2 separate regions of the Canis lupus genome follow, and region 1 is linked to region 2. A link is a contact called in public Hi-C data. All regions are on one chromosome and are shown on one strand. The core of a region is the stretch at or near the end of the contact, and the rest is flanking DNA. Distances in the headings are between cores, read along the strand shown. Region 1 holds the start of SIPA1L1 (signal-induced proliferation-associated 1-like protein 1). Region 2 has its middle 81 kb from the start of SIPA1L1.

What was found. A called contact is a pair of places that touch in the nucleus more often than the background predicts.
Region 1: a Hi-C map of liver shows a contact between it and region 2, with 2.7 times the contacts expected there. The contact joins the promoter of SIPA1L1 here to the enhancer-like site in region 2. A contact is called at or near these places in 2 of 9 Hi-C or Micro-C datasets (amygdala and liver).

Annotation. Positions count from the first base shown.
Region 1 is chr8:45,161,264-45,164,229 of UU_Cfam_GSD_1.0, forward strand. SIPA1L1 (signal-induced proliferation-associated 1-like protein 1) reads left to right here and starts at 1,626. Exons shown (of 27, transcript XM_038545140.1): 1 at 1,626-1,713; 2 at 2,341-2,400. LOC119872893 (a long non-coding RNA gene) reads right to left here. Exons shown (of 2, transcript XR_005363501.1): 1 at 2,930-2,966.
Region 2 is chr8:45,080,806-45,083,729 of UU_Cfam_GSD_1.0, forward strand. No RefSeq gene overlaps it. Among named protein-coding and RNA genes, the nearest start is that of SIPA1L1, 81 kb to the right of the region's middle. Within about 2 kb of position 1,421, at least 1 of the 20 cell types and tissues checked has an H3K27ac peak or open chromatin away from gene starts, as enhancers often do. A contact at or near this core is called in liver, where this site is marked.

The DNA of each region.
Region 1 (2,966 bases), core at 376-2,875, 81 kb after region 2:
CTATTCACAGCATCCATTTTATTTAGGCAGTGACTATTTAGCCGCCCCCCCCAAAGAAAAATTGTAGTTTCTACAATTAAAAGAATAAACAGGGCACGAAAAGATTTCCTCTTGATCCTTAACAGCATTGAAGTAGGTTTGAAGGCATCTGAAAAGCTTAATGATTAAAAAAAAAAAAAAAATCTGAACAACAAACCTCCCCCCACCCCAGGGTGGTTTTTTTTTTTCCTTAACAGCATTGAAGTAGGTTTGAAGGCATCTGAAAAGCTTAATGATTAAAAAAAAAAAAAAAAAAAAAATCTGAACAACAAACCTCCCCCCACCCCAGGGTGTGTTTTTTTTTTTAAAGATTTTATTTATTTATTTATTTATTCATGAGAGACACGGAGGGAGAGAGAGAGAAGAGAGAGAGAGAGAGAGGCAGAGACACAGGCAGAGGGAGAAGCAGGCTGCACACAGGGAGCCCAATGTGGGACTCGATCCCAGGACCCCAGGATCACGCCCTGAGCTGAAGGCAGGTGCTAAACTGCTGAGCCACCCAGGGATCCCAGCACCCCAGGGTTTTTCTGAGACAAAGTTGGAGAAAGGAAGGACTCTAACTACTGAAAAGGACATATTCTATGTGAACAGAAACAGACAGTAATGGAGTAAGAACATAAAGACTTCTAACTCTGGGAAAGGAACTAGGGGTGGTGGAAGGGGAGGAGGGCGGGGGGTGGGAGTGAATGGGTGACGGGCACTGGGGGTTATTCTGTATGTTAGTAAATTGAACACCAATAAAAAATAAATTTATTATTAAAAAAAAACATGGCTGTGGAGCAGAAACATATTCTAGGCCTAAGTAGGTACATACTCTACGGGGGTGGGGTGGGGGTGGGGGTGGGGGTGGGTAGTGAAAGCAAAGTAATGAGGACACTTGCAGGCTGCCACACTCATTTTCTGCCCTCAGTGGACGTTAAGTAAATACCTGCTATGTTACCAAGCTTGTGGAGGGCTGAGAACACAAAGATGAGCAAGGCTGACCCTCGAGGAGCGCAATCTGGTGGTGGAGGTGGGGGAGGTGGGGGCGGGGCAAGGGACGAGAGAGGGAGTCTATGCAGCGGTGGTTGGGGGATGAGATTGGGCGGGAGGGTGCAAAGAGTGAATATATGGTAGATATTTGGGGGTACAGATACATGCTGGCTTCTGTGTCAGAAATCTCCCCCCAGAACCTCTGGAGGAAAAACCCTAAGGCGATCCATTTGCCAAACCCGGCCGGAGAATCATGACGCTGGGCTACAGATGCTCTCTCAAATAGGTCTAAAAAATCCTCCTCCCGCTTCGAGCCGCGCTTCCCCCACCAGGAGGGTGTCGGGCAAGGGAGCGGGCAGGCTGAAAACTGCACCCACGTTCGCCGTCTTGGCTCCCTGCGGGAGACAGGAATCCAGGGCTTTGCCGTCGTCATAGCAACTAGGAGTTCCGCGACTCCCACTTCCCCCGCCGGCCGGGCCGAGCGGCCGCTTCTCTCGCGAGATTTGCGCGTGGTGCCGAGCGGCCCAGCGGTGATCTCACCCGAGACTTGGGAGGGAGGGAGGGAGGGGAAGGAATGGGGCTGGGAGGCGGGGAGGCGGGGAGGCGAGGGGAGTGCAGGGGAGGGAAGGGCGAGCGCGGCGCCGCCACCGCCGGCAACTTTGTGAGCGAGTTCAGTGCGTGCGTGAGCGAGTGAGCGAAAAAGTCAGTGCGGCGCCGACTTCCCGGGAGGAGGGTCCCCGGGAGGGGAGGGCCAGGTCTGGGCTTCGGAGGCCGCCCCCGGCCACTCCATCCCTTCCCGCCTCCGGGGCTCCCTCCCCACTTCCTCCCCCCCAGCGGTCCTCCCGGGCCTTCCCGCCCCCGGCGGCTGTTACCTGTCCCCTCCCCCACTCGGCACGCACCCCCCCCTCCCCGCGCCCAGCTCCGACCTCCGGACCCCCAAGCCACCCCAGCTTTTCCTCCTGGGGGGCAGGCGGGCGGCACCGGGGGCGCTGAGCTCCGGAGGCGGCGTGAGCGGGGGCCGGGGCGCCCAGACAATAGTTGATGCCCGGGGACGGGGGAGGGCACCGCCGCCCGCCCTGCTCCGGGGAAGCGGCCCCCGCCGCCTGCTCCCCTGCCTCGGGGCCGGGCTCAGGAGTTGGGCAGATTCCGCCCCCACCTCCCCGGGCCCCCCTCCGCCCGGCGCCCGGCGCTCGGCGCTCGGCGCCCGCCCCGGCCCGCCCCGGCCCCGCCGCCCGCCCGCCGCCCGCCGCCCGCCGCCCGCGGCTCTCCGCAGAGGAGGCGGCGAGAGGGCGCGCGCCGGCCGGCCACACGGTTTCTCTTTCTCCCCAGGGAGAGCGCGCGGCGGACGCGCCCCGGACGCGCGGCGGCACCGGGAGGCCGTGCAGGGCGGTAAGTGGCTCCCGCGACCCGAGGCCCGGCTGGGGGAGCCGGGGCTGCAGGACTGTCCCCAGCCCCCGCCAGCGCCCTCGTGGCCGGTGCTCGGGGCCAGGGCCAGGAGCGGGACCCCGGGACCCCGGGACCCCGGACCCCGGTCAAAGTTCTTATTTCCGATCTGCTGGCTCGCCGGTAGCGCGGCGCGGCGGGGGCGCGTCCGGGCTGCACCGCGCACGGCGCGCGCACGCCCCTCGGAGCCGGGAGCTGCGGGACTCCCCGCGGAGCGCCTCGGGGAGAGGCCGGGAGACCCGCGCCCGCTCGGGGCGGCTGCGCCCACCCCGGCCCGGGCTCCCGCCGGCACCTTCGCCTTCAGCCACCTGGGTGAGCGCGTTGCAGGCTGTGCCGGGAAGGACAGGCCGAGGGGTGCAGTCCTGGGAAAGGCAGGAGGGGGCTCGGTGCCCGCGGGTGGTTCATTTCTCTCCCCGGGGGGTGGGATGGGGGGTGGTGCCTGGGGGTGCGCGGCGAAAGTCAGGGATGCTCCGACCTGCTTTCCTTGGAGCGAGTAAACCTCGAGAGGGCTG
Region 2 (2,924 bases), core at 171-2,670:
TGCCTGGAGAGTGGCCTAACAATAGGGTCCTTGTTCACAAAGGATCCAGGTGAGAGGCACAACCCGTCACTGCTCAGGGCCCTATCACAGCTCCTGGTGCTCCACAATGACAGTGAGGCAATGACATCACCTGAAAATTCATACAAAACACACCTATTCTGTAAAGCTCTCTAAGGAGACTTACTTTGAGCTTATTCTTGTCGTATTCAGTGCATAACACCATAACTCACGGTTTCCCAGATTCAGTTCAGAGGCATAGAAAATTTGGTAGTTATTTGATTTATAGAAGTTTTCTCAAGTCAGAGAAGAAATTGAAGTATGTTTTGCTGAGGGTAGGAAAACAACTCAATTTGGAAGAGGAACTGATATCTCAAATAAGTAATTGTAAATTATATCAATTTCCCTCACCTATGGGTCTCATTCTGTCTCCTACACAGTGTCATCGACAACACTTGTCCTTATCATTCTTGATATCCACAGAGCACTATTCAGAAGATTTATTGGTTAAAAAAATGCAAATTATTTAAAAGTAGGCAGCCAAGTACTGTCTCCAAGTTTCTTGCAAAGGTGTGGTTAAATCGCACTTAAGGACAACACTGAAGAAATAGAGTAAGAAATCTGAATTGTGAGATAATTATTGCCTAATTGCTTGCATTTATTGAACAGTTGTTACATGGCAAATACTGGGCTGAGTTCTTTACATGGATTGGCTTGTTTAATGGCAACCATTCGAGGTAAGGAGAATGATTCCCATTTCTCACATGAGGAAACTGATACCTGGAGAGAGTATGTAATTTTCCTAAGACTTTGCCTATTAGAAAACAGAGTCAGAGCTTTGAGGCTGGTTTACATCATTTTCTGGTTCAGACTCTTACCACTGGCCATGAATAAACAATCAACATTTGTGCCTGAGAAAGAAAGAAACTTCCATCATGCCAAGTCCAAGTGCTGGTGAGCTTGTATTGTTCACTCCAGGGCCTAACAGATTTGTTTCAATTAACAAATACATAAAGATCCTTTGTAAGTGACTCATTTACTGACTTTTAGGTGATTGAAAATCTGTTGCTCCCTTAAAAATGTTAAGCGTTGCCTCTCCTATCCAAAACCATTACAATCTAACAAATAAAATTTTTGTGAGTTTGGCCCATTTTGAAATTCCAGCAAGACCCAAATTTCTGTTTGGCCAGTCATCAAACAGAAAGTTCTGACTAGTTGTGCTCTTTTGAACAGTATGTTGACATTCACAGCCTCTGTTTAACTTCTCTCTCTGATAACAGTGGTCCTGGGGTTTCTTTCAGTCACTGGAGTTGAAGTTTGTAGATGTTTCATGCTACATTCATGGAGTACTCACTGCAGGCCCGTTCTGGTATGGCATGACCCTTGACCTATAGCCATTGGCCTTTCTATCCAACCCGGTCCACAACCATTCTCCACTTTGGAAAACATTTTTCAATTCCCTTCTGTCCAATGCAACAGGGATAGGCTGAGCAGGTATCTGCCCAATGTTGTGTTACTTCAAGCCAGGGGGAGGAGACTCTATAAAATATTAACGATAGCTGGCATTTATTGAGTGCTTCTAGTCAAGCATGACTTCATTTTATCCTCACAGTCATTTTTCAGAGTCGTGGAGCACCAGGTCTGTAGCAGACTGAGGATCTAGGTTGATTGCAGGTCTGACATCACAGTCTGAGATTTTTAACCCCTGTTTTTTTGTACCATTTCAGTGAATTCCAGGAAATCTGAAGACAAGGGCTGGAGTAGTCTAGGAAGACATGGAAGGAGTGGAAATTTAGCTGGATTTTGAGGGTTGTATTGGAAAGACTGGAAAGGATTGCACTGGGAAGGAGGCAGAGCAGAAAAACAGAGAGGCCCTCTTGCTTTTGTTCTCTCTATAGAGCAACTGAGAAGGTAAAATAGACTATTTTGTCATTACCAATTAATTTTAAATCCAACACCTGCTTTGCCTTTTGAACTTATTAGAGCAGATCTCTTTACATTTCTTTTGTTTGTTCAGATTTTACACGCAAGGGTTTTAAGTCAATCAAACAGGTCTATGTTAAAAGGAATTATTTTTGTGTGTGCATTAAAATACTTGGCCCCATTCCTCTCTGAACCAATAAGTGAAACATCTCTAATTCCTGTCTTAGAGGAAAAGCAATACAGCATAGGGCAAAAAGCATTCATCTAACTACCTCTCTTTTATTTCTAGAATATGGCATGATGTCCAGGAAAATGAATTTATACTGAATGGAGGAAGAGCTGAGATCGGCATATGTAGCTTGAACTTAGCATAGGTACCATGTCCTTAATAGTCATGTTTAATTTCCATGATAAATGAGCAAAATATTGCAATAACAGAGAGGGAGGAGACTGAGAAACAAGTTTGAACTTAAATATCCTGCACATGACACTGGATACACTAGTGTCCTCTTTTATTCCACTTTGTACCATCCCACCATAAAAATGCCTCATATAAAATATTCTTTCTGAGATATCTGGACTTTGTTTCCAAGTCATGTAATTTTCTCCTGGTTGTCGACTTTGTGTCCTTATCTTTAAATCATCTACCTCTTTCATGGTTTCAATCTTCTTGTCTTTTTTGCAGAAAAGTAATTTTTTCAAAGACATATTTCAATGCATACAAGGGGGAAATTACCTGACTTTTATTTAGGGTCTCCAAAAGAGCTTTAGTCTGTTTCAGAGATAGCTAGAATCAGGTGACTTTCTTCTCTGTATCTGGGCAATTGAGGTTTTCTGTCCCTATATAGAAATAAACCCCATTGGTGGCAGCTATTTGGTGTGGCTGGGCCCAAGCCTACCGTCAGCTCCAGCATGTAGCCCTGAAGTGTCTAGACCACTGGCAGTCCAATTGTGGTAGCCACAGAGTTTGGTTCAGGGATGGGCCAATCAGCACAAAGCTTTGA